2 separate regions of the Mus musculus genome follow, and region 1 is linked to region 2. Evidence: chromatin contacts called from public HiChIP or PLAC-seq data. All regions are on one chromosome and are shown on one strand. The core of a region is the stretch at or near the end of the contact, and the rest is flanking DNA. Distances in the headings are between cores, read along the strand shown. Region 1 overlaps Esrrg (estrogen-related receptor gamma). Region 2 overlaps Gm37896 (a long non-coding RNA gene).

Region 1 (6,804 bases), core at 1,669-4,168, 590 kb before region 2:
GTAGTTTTAAGCCTTAAGCCTGACTGTCTCCTTTCTAAACCTTCGTATTATCTAATCACAGCTTTTGTACTATTCTTAATTCCAGACTTTCATTTTATTTTAACAATTTAATGGGGGAAAAATTGCTCAGTGACTACAATCTCTCAAAGAAAAATACAGTCTTAAATTACCCAATGCTTTAAAGACCTTTAACATGGACAAGTCAGAGCCAGAACTATGGGTGCTGGTTGCTGAGGGCCACTTGTTCCCGACACTTCAGTTTTTGCAGCCAGAAAAGTATATAGTGATGGTACTGTCCTGGGGTGATAAGTAAGGTTATGAGAGTCATTAAAACAGCATAAGCTCATAGTAAAAAAACTAGTATTTTCAGTATTGACAACAGTGGACACATGGCTCCAGTTAAGAGCACATTCTGCTCTTGCAGAACCTGACCTGAGTTAAGTTCCTGGCAACCATGTCATGTGACACGTCATCACCTGTAACTTATTTTACTATAGTAGTACTATTACAAGTCGGTGGATACACCATTGACAACTGGTATAAAAGCATTGTACTGAACTTAGAAAACCAAACAAAACTAGGTAGACTGCGTTCTTATGTGATTACCTATGAGTAAATCCAAAGAGGTATAAGACAACAGCAATAAACCCAACTTTAGATTAGGGCACATGGGAAATTCCTAAAACCAATATTTAAACAATCACATCAAAGTCACTAGGAAAGACAATAAAAAAATAATAAAATAAAACAAGGGATGACAAAAACTCAAGAGGATGTGGGGGCAGGAGGGGTTACAGTGGCGTAGAAAACAGTAAAGTTATTCCTCAAAAAAAAAAAAAAAAAAAAAAACACAAAAAAAATAGTTATAGCTGAGTTAGCCATTCCAGTCAATGGTATATATTCGAACCAATTAAAAACACATGGGTAAGTGGGGTTGGGATGGAATTAGGGATCAAGTCAGAGTCTTACAGATGTCAGACAGGTGTGCTATGACTATTCTACATCCTCCTTCTTGGTACAGGATCTGCTTAATTTGCCCAGGGTGACCTGGGAGAAGCTATGCAGCCAGGTAGGCATCGAACATTTGCATCCTCTTGTCTCAGCCTTCAGATCAGAACATGCCATTTGCATACCCAACTGCATACTCATTACTTAAGTAGCCAGAAGGTGGATACATCTTAAATGTCCATCAGGAGATGAATGGAGTTTTGTTTTGTTTTGTTTTTTTAAGTCTCATATACACAATGCATTGTTATTTAGTTTTCAAAAGGATGTTCTGGAATACACGACAACATACCATGGATGGACGTTGAGGATTTTAGACGAAGTGTCAGCCACAGAAAAAGATAAACACTGTGGCTTCGGATTTAGTCAAGGGTAGAACACTTGCCTGCCATCTGCAAGGCCCTGCATTCCTTCCTTAGCACCAAATCAATAATATTGCATGGTCCTGCTGGCTATCCATTATGTTATGGTTCTGTGAGTGCAGCTGCCCAGGGCTGGGGGCAGGAAGAAAAGGGAGTTGTGTCGAGGGAGAGTGCCAGGGTCACAGCTAAAACTCTAATGATCTTGTACTTGGCCACATGAACACAGTTGACACCTTCACTTTGTACAATTAAAGTGGCTAAGGTTCCAAACTCCTGTTTTTAACCATAACTAAAACTAAGTTTCAATATCATATCTACTAATAACAATCTTAGAGAATGAGGGTGGACTCCATGGAAAACCATGAGTATCCAAGGGCCCAGATTTAATCTCTAGTACCAAGCAAACAAATGTACCCGGATGTAAGCTCCAAATTCTTCACCAGAATCCCTCACCAAATGTTGCCTTTAGAATGTCTAAGTGAACACCAGTGACCAGAACTTTAGGTATCCCATCATAATGACTGAAAATGGATTAATTCAGTTCACAAGAAAGTGACTGATAACCTTTAAGTCCTAAGAAGCTATTTAGGTTTATTAAGTAATAAATCAGAAGACTTTTCTGTGACTCTAGGCTCTACCAAGGAAGGAGAACAACCCTCCCTATGCTCCAAAATGTATCTGTTTCCAATTGATTGATTGATTGATTGATTGATTGATTAGTGTGATTGATTGGTCAATTGATTGACCTATTGACTGACTGTGCTCAGGATAAAACTCAAGATCTCACATTTAGGAGGAAAGAATTCCACCACTGAGCCATGCCCTCAGCCCTGGACTTGAACTTTTAACAGAGTATGTTTGCTTTCTTCTGGGTCTCCAGACTCGCATTAACCCAAATCTTTTCATTGATCACCAGAAAGTCACCCCAACCAGCCGGAGCACCTGACAACCCTATTCCCATGAATTCTTTCTCTTTCCTTCTAGTGGACACTCTAATCTGCTCCAACTCCACTTATCTATAGCTAAGTTTGGCTTTGTGGAAGAAAGAATTGTGTCATTCTAGAAAAGCAAGCGTCTTCAAGCTACAGAGCATAAAGCTTTACCCTACAGCACTTAATGTGTGCTGAAGCTTCTTCTCAGAGGTCTAATTAGTTAGGACGAGTCAAGCAGGCTCTGGTGGGGACGGAGATATCGCTACAAGTTCAAAGCTACTCAGCAAACCTTTGTCTTAAAAACGAAGACAAACAAACAAAAAAACTCTGGAAATAATGTGCCTATAAACTTCTCAGGAGGCTGAGCGTTGAGGCAGAGGGATTTCTGCAAGTTCAAAATCAGGCTAGGTGTGAAATTTTGCCTCAAAGAACCCAATGATAATACATTTTTAAAAAGACTTGTTTTCTAATCAAGGGAGGTCAAGGAGAGCTCTCCCCTTGTCAACAAAGGTACTGGTTCCTTTGTTTGAGTTTATCAAGTAATCAAACAATCAACTCAGCCTCAGCAGCCACCACTATCACCAGATAATACTGATTACAGCGGCAGATGCTAGGGGAAAGTCCACTCAACTGCAGGCAAAGTATCAGATCACCTCACTCCCTGAGAAAGCCTAATACCAGGACAAAAATTCTACTTGGCAAACTGGCCAGGATTGAAGTGAGCCACGAAGTCCCTGAGAGTTGGAGTCAGGTGGGGCTGCACCAGGCTAAAGTAGCAGAGCTCTGGAGGAGCTTTAGCATAAACGAGAAAGAGAACGGCTGCTTCCTCCCAGGGAGAGAGTCTCACAGGCAGGGCATGGAAGAAGATAGGGTTAGGGAAGGAAACAAATCGCCTGGTAGCTCCAGGCCCAGAACTTGATCAGAGTTTCTAACCAGAGATTTGGTTAAAGAAAGTTCACAAGAATGAATGAGAGTGCTGCGGATGCACATTTGTACATATTTAACAACAAAAACATAAATAAAAAAGGCCGGAGGGACAGCCAGCTCAGCGGTTAAGAGCCTGTGCTGTTTTTATGGAGGACCTGGGTTTGATTCCCAGAGCCCATATGCATATGTAAAGATAATTTATTACTAGTGACAGCTTTATTTTTTTTCTAGGTTCAGTAACATAGGCCCTGTTTCAAGGGCACTAATAGAGAGAGTGCTTCCATTTACCTATATTAGAGTCTCATTTACAATACAAAGTATGCAGCACGCTTTTAGGCATGACTAAAAGCCATATTATTATTATTATTTTTAAGTTATGGCTACTGTGCCGGTGTTGCTGCAATTATGGTACAGTGCTTTTGTTTTGGAGACAAAGTCTGACATATCCCAGGCTGGCCTGATCATCGCTGCACGGGCGAGGAACTTCTGATCCTCCTGCCTCCACCTTCAGAGTGCTAGGGTTACAATGCATGTGCCTCGATGCCTGGATTCTGTGTGGTGCCCAGAAGATCATGAATGCCAAATGAGTCCCAGCCAAAGCCCTTCACATGATTGCTCATGTTAGTGCTGGGGACGGAGGTGTGACGTCGTGTATCATTGCTCATGTTAGTGCTGGGGACGGAGGTGTGACGTCGTGTATCATTGCTCATGTTAGTGCTGGGGACGGGAGGTGTGACGTTGTGTATCACAGGGAACTGCTCTACCACTGAACTATATACTTCCTTACTCTACGATAACTGAAAAATAAAATAATAATACAGGGGGTATCACATTCTATCTTCTCATTTCTCCCTAAACACTCTGAAGTGACACAGTGGTGGAACATGGGCCTGGATACGCTGCAGAGAGATTACTCAGAAGGTTAATTCCGCTTGCATAATTTCACAGTGTGTGTACAGCCGGCCATTAAATGAGGTACTAGGAGTTTCAAGGCAGCTGGGAGTGTAGCTCATCTTACATTTGCCTCCAAAGGGCCAAGACCCTTGGGTTCAGTCACTAATACCACAGAATGAAGTAAATGTGTCACTCGTGATTTTTAGAAGTCCCTCTCTGAATCCCTCACACCCCACACAACGGAGTTCTGATCAACTGACTCCCAACTGGAGCAGACGCTCTGAAAACTAGGCATCACAATGATACACACATTCAAGTGCCTTTCAGCACTGCAGTGTGTATACCATATTCCTAAAATACACACAGACAATACTATGTGTTCCTGCCTCTGGATGGGGGGTTTCTATTGTAAAACCAGAGAGGAAAAAACACAGTAAGGATCTTTGAGTTTTTATTTGCCAGCCCTAATCAAGCTGACCACGCATGGGGCATAGTGCTGTTGTACTGCTTACACTCAGGAGGATCAAGCTGACCATGCATGGGGCATAGTGCTGTTGTACTGCTTACACTCAGGAGGATCAAGCTGACCATGCATGGGGCATAGTGCTGTTGTACTGCTTACACTCAGGAGGCTGAGGCATGAGCACGGAGAGTTTGAGGCCAGCCGGAGCTACACAGTGAGAAGATTGCAACCTAATCTCTGAGAATCAGCACCGTGGCTTTACATAATCCAAAAAGCCAACATTTTAAATCAAGCATTAATTACTTTATCTTAATTTGCACTGATTCTGCTTCACTATCGTCTGCACATACATATGCTTACATGTAACCAAACTCGTATACACCATCACACATATGCATGTATATATGCACACAAACACAAATGGGAACATATACATGTATATATACAGATATATGTACCTGTACATATACACAGAGACACATATGTGCACATATACACATGTATGTATGTATGCATAGACATGTACCTATATGTTCACACATTTATTTATGTATATGTACATATAAACATAGGTGCACATATACATATACATACATATTCAAACATGCACATGTATGTATACACAGACATATGTACACACCTACTTGTGTCATAATGCTCATAGGTGAAAAGCCCATGCAGGGCTAAACCAGAAAGAAAAACACATAAACAAAGGAGATACTAAAAAAGTCTGATTCTGGAGAAAGTAAAAATGCTCACAAACCTGGTGTGATGATTTCGAAAACCATCAACACTGTGAGCTTAACATCTCTTTAAATAAAGGACACATACACAAGCTGGTTAGGAAATCCTCCAGTATGAACCTTATAGCTTAATGCAGCCTATCTACACAGTTGCCAGCAGCCGAGTTTGGGTCTAGATAGAATGTAGCCCAACTATGGCCAGGAAGTCCAATGGAGCCTTGCCCTTGTGCTATTATGATTCAGGCTTGAAGTACTTTTACTTTAAAACAAAACAAAACAAAACAAAACAAAACAAAACAAAACAAAACAAAACACACAGCTAAACAAGGAAAGCAAAGCAGTCAGTGCAGTGCAGGGCAGAGAAGATGTCCTTCCCACACACTCCCAGGAAGCTCACATTCTAAGCAATGTAACTTCAACTGTCTGGCCGTTTACTTGCAGAAGTCCGCTGACCAATGTCCTTCAACAGCCCAAGCAAGAGAACAGCTTCCCTGAGAGTCCGGGCAAACCCTGGGAAATGAACTTGTACCTGCTGGATCTCTGAGTCAAAGAGGGAGAAGGGCAAACTTCCCACCCGTATGGAAAGTCCACAATACTTTTACTAAGAAAAGAAACCCAGGACCGGCAAGGGATAAGGTAGGCATGAGATGGAATGTGTAATTTAGAATTTGCAACATTAATGCAATTCGAAACAGATTAGCCAGAATTAGAATCAACTGCAAGAAAAAGTGGAAAAGCCAATTAAACTTACCACAAAAACTAGTTCAAGTTCTAAGTTAAAGCAAATGAATTATAGGCAGCAATTCTGTTGAAATATTACTTCTGCCTTCAATTCTGCCTCCAAGCTGATTATCACACAGAGATTTATCAAGTCAATTCAGACACTCCTGTATTATTTTGGATTTTAATTGTAGAGCATAGCTGAGCTTTTAAGTTGACATATACTATAAAGTGGTTCGTAGGATACAGTCTCTTAGGACGTGAGTTCTGGTTTTCTCTATTGCTATAAACACTCTGGTCTAACTATGTTGTACATAGTGGTTAAAAAACAAAAACAGAAACAAGAAAACACACATTTCACATTTCTGCAAGACCTTCCTCCGGGTTCACAAAATCTGCTTCCACAAAGAGTCACATGAAATAATTCACAGGGCAGAAGCAGTTGACAGCACCAAATGCAGTCGCTAAGTGTCATTTCTCCTCAATGCAAGCCCTTCAAGCCAGTGTCTGAACTTCATGTTTAGGGTGTAGGGTAGGACTCTATCAATGCACTTTGTACCTAAGGCTGTGGACACTGGATAATGTGACTTTCTAATGAGGAATCTGTGAAGGGACCAAGGAGATGACATGGAACAATTGCTAGACAGCTTAGATGTTGAATACCTGTGACCCTCACTTTGCCTGGCAGGATGGCACAAGCCCAGCCACTTCTGAGTAACCGCACTGGGAAGACATCTTCTCCAAGTGGAACTGGACCA
Region 2 (6,955 bases), core at 2,185-4,684:
CATATATGTCTTTGTACCAAGTGTGCTTTGTGCCTGTAGAAGCCAGAAGAGGGTGTCAAATAGGTGATTAACAGGGTAGTTAATCACCATGTGGATGATGGGAATTGAACCCAGGTCCTCTGACCTCTGGAAGAACAGCCAGTGTTCTTAACTACTGAACCATGTCATCTCCAGCCCTTCCCATTTAAAAGTGTGAAGTATTTTTTAGTTGGAATCATTGGTATAGAGTGTTGGGGGGATTTCGGTTGCTAAGCATTGTGTCTCCCTGAACAGCTCTGCGTAGGTCGTGTGCCTAGACATTCAGGCCCATGAGAAGAGTGGCTACTCTGATGGTGACGCCAGCTCTGCTCCTCTCTTTAGTCTTTCTTTGTCATCTCAGGACACATCCTGATTTCCTCCCTATAGCAATATTCCTGAAACAGTCCACAAAATGCACATCAATGCTCAACTTTGTCTACTGCGATTAGGCAAGAGTGTGTCCACCCACTATGTAACATCAGTCATGATTTCACCCGTATCCTTTGATTTAGCTTTAGTCAATTACGAACCTAAACATTAAAATCTGTATCTGACATAGAGAGTTCAATTGCTTTCTTAATTGGCCCCCACAAAGAATAGACATTTAAATGACAAACAATACCATGCATATTAACATATAAAGGGCACAAACAAACAAACAAATGGCTGACTCTAACAACACATATGTAAGATCTATCTGAAGATAACTACAAACATGAAAATTCAGACAACTAAAGAACGAGAGAGAGAGAGAGAGAGAGAGAGAGAGAGAGAAAAAGAGAGAGAGAGCGCGCATATGTATGAGTGAGGGCGCTGTCCGAATACTGATGCATTCCGGTCTGACTGAGGGGGTCTGTGTGGTCCCGAGTGAAGCTATAGGAAGTTATTTTGTGGATTTTGACAAATTGATTTTTAAAGTGTATAGAGACGGTGGTAAGACTCAAAGTGGTCCCTATGATATTAAATGATGAAAGAAACGTTAGAAGGTTGACACCATCAGACCCGGATCTTACTATAAAACTAATAAAGACGGTGTGGTGTGGATGAAAGAAGAGAGAGCGGCCAGCGGGGAGAGACCCTGGGAATAAGCGTGAGAGCTGCACCTTTTCCTTGACAGAGGAGAAAGGTCGTAGAGTGGAGAAATAATAAGTGGGGCAGGAAGAGCTGGACATTCACGTGCAGAACAATAACCGTGGTGATAATATTAATAACTATTATTAGGATTCTGAACATAGACTAATACAATATTTTTTAAATCAACTCAGTATGATAGACATAAATACAATATGAAGGTATAAAATAGCTGATAACATACGGACAAATATAGATTGGTTGTGTGTTGAATTTAAAAATCTAAATCAAAAATCATAATCCACAACAGAAGAAAAAATCTAAATTGACCCCTTAAAAAGTAAAACTTCTACTGAAAGACCAGTTAAGAAAAATAAAAAGGTAAGCCCCAGACTGAGAAAGAGAGAAAATATTTTCAAATCACATAAGTGATAAATAACTAGTATCTAAGAACACTTGGAAGCTATCCAGGGTGACCGGGATCCCACCTTTCGCTCACATGGGCAGGAGATGCAGGGGATTGTGCCTGGCAGAAACCACTCAAGAACGAATGTGTGAGGAGAGTGGAAAATGGAAGAGTGGAGCTGTGCATGTGCTGTGGAGAGAGAGAGGTGGAGCCAGAGACATGATCATGGTGTCAGGTGTGAGCGAGGGCTGAGGTGATCTGCCCTGTGTGGTTGGCGGGGGCAGTGTGCAGGACCTGAGAGCTTATGCAGACACACGCTCAGACCCAGAACAATGACCATGTCTGGGTCTGTGGTCCTGGGTCTGTGGTCCAATTGAAGCTGGGATCTGTGTTGATGTGCAGCCCATGTCACCACCAGAGGCCATGAGGATGTCCGTGGTCTGTGCTGCAGCCAGAAGCCATGTGAAAGCCCATGACCCGTGCTCCCGCTAACTGTGCTGCAGTACAGACCATGTTTGCTGTGATACACATGACTGCAGATGCACAGTTAGGAGGGAGGATCATGGAAGGCTTCTGTGGCAACACCTACCTCCCCCAAAAGTAATAGCCTAGGCAGGAAGCCACCAAAAAAGAGTAGGGATAGGGGTGTGATAGGGATGCTGAAGTGTAGCTCACCACAATGATTGGCTTCTGGGTGTGAGACACAGGAAGGGAACTCTGCTCTATTTGAGGGGCAGACACTGAGAGTTTGACCATGCTCCGGTGAGTATATAAATAACACAAATTGAACTTTGGGGCTTGGGGGATCACAAAGATGGAGAGGGGTCATGGAAGGACTGGGAAGTGAGTGTAATCAAGAAGTATGATATGCAATTCCCAAAGAATCAATAAAAATACTATGCTGAAAAAAATAATGCTTCATAAGGTACACCCAACTAAAATCTGTATCTGCTACTTATAGCCATATGCTAATTAACTTAAGTAACTGTATTAATATATGTTGAATTAAGTAACTTATTAAACAATTATAGTAATTGTTATTAATCATATTCTAATTAACTTAGTTTTCTTTGGGGGGGGGTGTTGTTTATTTTTGAAACAGGGTCTCATGTAGCCCAGGCTGGCCTTGAACTGTGTAGCTGAGGATGGCTCTGACCTCGATATCTTCCAGCCTCCACCTCCCAAAAGCTGGGATTACAGGCATGCAATTCTAGAGATCAAATCTAAGGCTTTATGTATGCAAAGCACTCAGGTTACTGCCCATTCCCAAGCTGTTGTTAACTAGGGAAATTGAGATGTGTATGCTAGTTATGGCCCTTTCCCAGTAACAACTTTGTGGAGATGTGTAGAAAAGAATTCTCAGGAACACTTGGCTTCCTATCTGAATGCTTCTTGGAAGTGGGAAGACACTCTGGCACAATCCTGTTACTTCACTCATGTGGGCTCCTTGAAGTTGTAGACATGGAAATGACAGTGAGGAAATTTGAAAGATTGATTGATTAGAGGCAGTAAGGTAGGCCAATTCGGGCAAAGTGAAACTCAAGGACTGATCTGTTCTGTGTGGGTCTTCATTCTGTCCTTTGTAAGCTGGGTAAATGTTACCAACCCATCCAATGTCTGGGGCCTTTGATATTTGCTAGCATGTAATGAGCAATGGTCATTCCATGTCAATGGTCATTACAAAGTCAGCCATTTCTCATACTTCTTGCCATGTTAGAACTCCATCTAGATCTGTCAGGTAATTCTTGGGGTGGACTGATTATCTTAAATATCTTCAAAAGGAGGACTGTGTCAGGTTCTGTTCTTGTTGCCTGCCATGACCTAACATCTAACAAGTTGAAAGTCAAGGGAAGAAGAGTTTTTCGGTTTTTCGGTAGTTTTATTTTTGGTTTAGTTTAGGTTTTTGTCTCACAGTTTGAGGGTATAGTCCACCATGATGGGGAAAGCACAGCAGCAGGAGTGGCTCCCACCTGAGGCAGCAGAACCCTGAGGTTGCTTGCTCACATCTTGGGGAATGAAGAAGAAGAAAGTAGACAGGGATCTGGGCTGGCCTAAAAACCTCAACTCTATCCCCAGTGACTCTCTTCCTCCTGTGAGACTTCACTTCTCAGAGGTCTATAGCTTCCCAAACTGCTACCAGCTATGGACAAGTACGTGAGACAAGTACTGTGGGATAGTGCAAGTTTTATTTATCTATCTATCTATCTATCTATCTATCTATCTATCTATCTATCTATTTACCAGGAAGGGGGCAGACTGCATGGAAAGGTCGAAGTACAACTCTCTGGAACAGCTTCTCTCCTGTCTCCTTCTGGGATCCAGACTGAAGACTTATCAGACCCACATGCAAGTCCCTTTACTCACTGAGCCATCGCTCCCTGACTCTGTGTGAGACATTTCAACATTCAAACCATAGCAAGGAGAAAATGAAACAACCAACACAATCAGATTAAAGCAGAAGCAGAATAATTAAGATGAAAAGGAAGTAAGTGTGGCGGGGCATCTTCTGGATTGTAGAGCATGTAACAAAGTAATATAACTCATTCTTTAAAAGGGCTGGAGAACCGGGGCAGAGTTGGCGCATGCCTTCAATTCTTGCACTTGGGAGGCAGAGGCAGGTGGATTTCTGAGTTCAAGGCCAGCCTGGTCTACAGAGTGAGTTCCAGGATTGCCTGGGATATACAGAGAAACCCTGTCTCAGGGGGAAAAAAATGTCTGCAGAAACCAAAGACAACATCTTTTGCAAAGCAGAAATAGTAAGTTCCTTCCTTGGAGCAACAGGACATGAGTTATGGTGTCTCTGATGTTTTATCAAACTTACATAGGTTTGATTCTGGTCCTGTGAGGTGCAAGAAATTACTGCCAACACTTAGTTGTGACATGATGTGGATCTTTGGAGGACCGAGGTGTGTGGCCAAGGTTACCTGACACACACACAAGAATGTTCCTGTCCTTCAGAAGCAACTAACAGTTGCCACACCACAGGCTACTCAGGCATGCTTATACCTAATAAATATCGTTGCTTTCTTGGCTTTGTACTGGTTGGTGTGTGCATGTGCATGTGTGTGTGCATGTGTGTAGCCTGGATTGCAGAGGCATAGTGACTCATCCTGATCTACACAAGCTCTGACCCCAGGTCTTCACACTGCACAGCAACACATTACCCGTGAGGCATCTCTCTGCCCACTAGTTGAACGTTTCAAGAGACTAAATGCTTGATCGCACCATAAGAAGGGAAGAGCTAAGCTGAAGCTTGTCTGACATCCATACCTGGATCTGTGGAACTGCACATGCTTAGAGCAAATTCAAATTCTGATCCTAGGGCTGGAGCCAAGAGCATTGGTTAGGTGAATAACTAATTTCAAATAGTGCAGAATCGGTACTAATCGGAAAAAAATTTTTAATTCAACATCTGTCTTTGGAGTTTGAGTTTTTCCAATTTAAGCCAACAACATATTTCTAAGTGAAATCTTCCAATTCTGCTTTCTTTGTTTCTTTGTTCCTTCTCCTTCTCCTTCTCCTTCTCCTTCTTCTCCTTCTTCTCCTTCTTCTCCTTCTTCTATCTGGTATATTCTTTTGAGAAGAATAACATTGTTTAAGTAATACATAAATCCTATTAGTATCTTCAGGATACACCTGGAAAAAATATTTTTGTTGCTATTTTAAGGCAGGGTCCCTCATAGATAAGGCCTTTTAACTCACATATCAATTGCCTCCCCGAATGGACAGTGTTAATATTAAAAATTATTTTATTCCATAAATGAGTAACTCAATCTTAAAACATTATGTGCCACATATATTTGTAGGCCAAATATTTCTCAAAAGACCACGTGAAAGTAGACAGCTGGTCTCCTGAACTTTTCACTTTAATTAAAGTCTGTGTTTTAAGAAACTTCATGAGAAACTTAAAAGTGGAACACAGGATGAATATGCCAGAAGTTTTCATGGAAAAGTTTTCATGGATTACCAATAACCTCTTTGTCCACTATTCCTTCCTTCCATCTCAGGATTTAATTTGAAAAAAAAAAAAAAAGCAATTTTTCTTTTGTAAGTGTTAGGCAGGGTGTTGAGAATCTGAGTCAGGGAAGGTGAGAATAAACCCTGCAAGCAGATAATTTATGCCTCTGTGGTGGCTCAAGGGACTAACAATAAATGTTATATTAATAAGGTTGTGGAAATCCTTGTGTATACTATCATAAAGTAGTTCTAGGAGAAGGAAAACAGAAACGATAAACAGCAGTGAGCTGTGCTGCTTTCTCTGTCATAGGCACTGGGGAGTTTATAAAGGGGGGGGGGGTAGCATAAGCCAAGAGAAGGGATAACAGAGGCCTAGACCATAGGCGGGTTTGGAGAATATAATATTTAAAATAATATTATTCTTAGACAAATGGCTAGAGTATTCTTCTTGTTCTGCTAGACACAAAGGGAACTCAGTCTACATTCTTAGGAAGAATTTCCTATGGGGCCTTGAGATCAAGCTCATACTTTCCACCAACTCTTTTCTTACCTTGGTCTGGGAATAACAGAGGATGGTAGCATGGTAGCATGGTGCTGTGGCTCAGAGAGCAGTGGCCAGCTATCCCTGGATGCAGCTCTCCTCTTCAAAGGCTGAGGTCATAAAAGTCTCTGAAGATACAGCAGATCATGGGGAGTGGAGGCAAAAGAGACAGATACAGACAGACAGACCCAGAAAGGGGGGGGGGGGGTCCCGATCATACCACTGGCTCACCTTCCACTGAATTCTGAAAAGAGGCCTACTTTTAGGTTCTCTTCCTCTCTGACTACACCAAGGCCAGTGAATGGGAGCACAGGGACTGATGGGGGAAAATACTGTAAAATCAGAAAAAGGAAACAAATTATTGTGCTTATACTTTCTTCGGAGTTCAGCCCCATGTCTAGTTTGGATTGTAACAATCTTTAAATATCTAGTTTTAAGAGAGTAGGCCAAATAGCCAAGGAAGTCATTAAAGGAGAGGAGCTCAACCCAGACGAAGGCAGAGTGTGGCAGCCACAGGGAGTATTTGGACTTGCAGTGGGACCTGCTTCCTCTCCTTGAGGGTTGGGTGAGCTGGGTGTTGCTAAAGACCAAGCAAGACATCTGCTCATGTACGTGTGGCCGTGAGGAAGAGAAAGGGCCACAGATGAGATAAGAAGGACATTAAAATGAGTACCCCAGAGGGTAAGGCCAAGCCTTACCACACTCCCTGAATTTAACTCTAAAAGAAGAAACTGGAAAGACGGGAAATGAAGATTCTAGTAAAATTCTTATTTGGATGCGTTCCATCACAGAAAGAGAAGCAAACTGATAGAATTGTTCATTATCTGCAGGTCCATCAAATATTATTTTGAAAAAAATAAACAGCACTCTGGATTTTTCCCCATTCCTTTTCTATTTTTATGTTTTTAATTGAATTAAGGTGGTTCAATTAGGCCAAGTAGAAGACTACTGGCTGCAAGTTT

What was found. HiChIP or PLAC-seq counts read pairs in DNA pulled down with a chosen protein or histone mark.
Region 1: a contact with region 2 is called in an H3K4me3 HiChIP or PLAC-seq map of the SCID.adh cell line, with 8 read pairs. The contact joins two enhancer-like sites.

What each region holds. Positions count from the first base shown.
Region 1 is chr1:188,049,030-188,055,833 of GRCm38.p6, reverse strand. All of the region lies in intron 2 of Esrrg (estrogen-related receptor gamma), which reads right to left. Among named protein-coding and RNA genes, the nearest start is that of Gm51738, 34 kb to the right of the region's middle. Within about 2 kb of position 2,918, at least 5 of the 459 cell types and tissues checked have an H3K27ac peak or open chromatin away from gene starts, as enhancers often do. A contact at or near this core is called in the SCID.adh cell line, where this site is marked.
Region 2 is chr1:187,460,705-187,467,659 of GRCm38.p6, reverse strand. Gm37896 (a long non-coding RNA gene) reads right to left here. Exons shown (of 3, transcript XR_865841.3): 2 at 6,003-6,955; 3 at 4,879-5,068. Among named protein-coding and RNA genes, the nearest start is that of Gm37896, 16 kb to the right of the region's middle. Within about 2 kb of position 3,434, at least 1 of the 459 cell types and tissues checked has an H3K27ac peak or open chromatin away from gene starts, as enhancers often do. A contact at or near this core is called in the SCID.adh cell line, where this site is marked.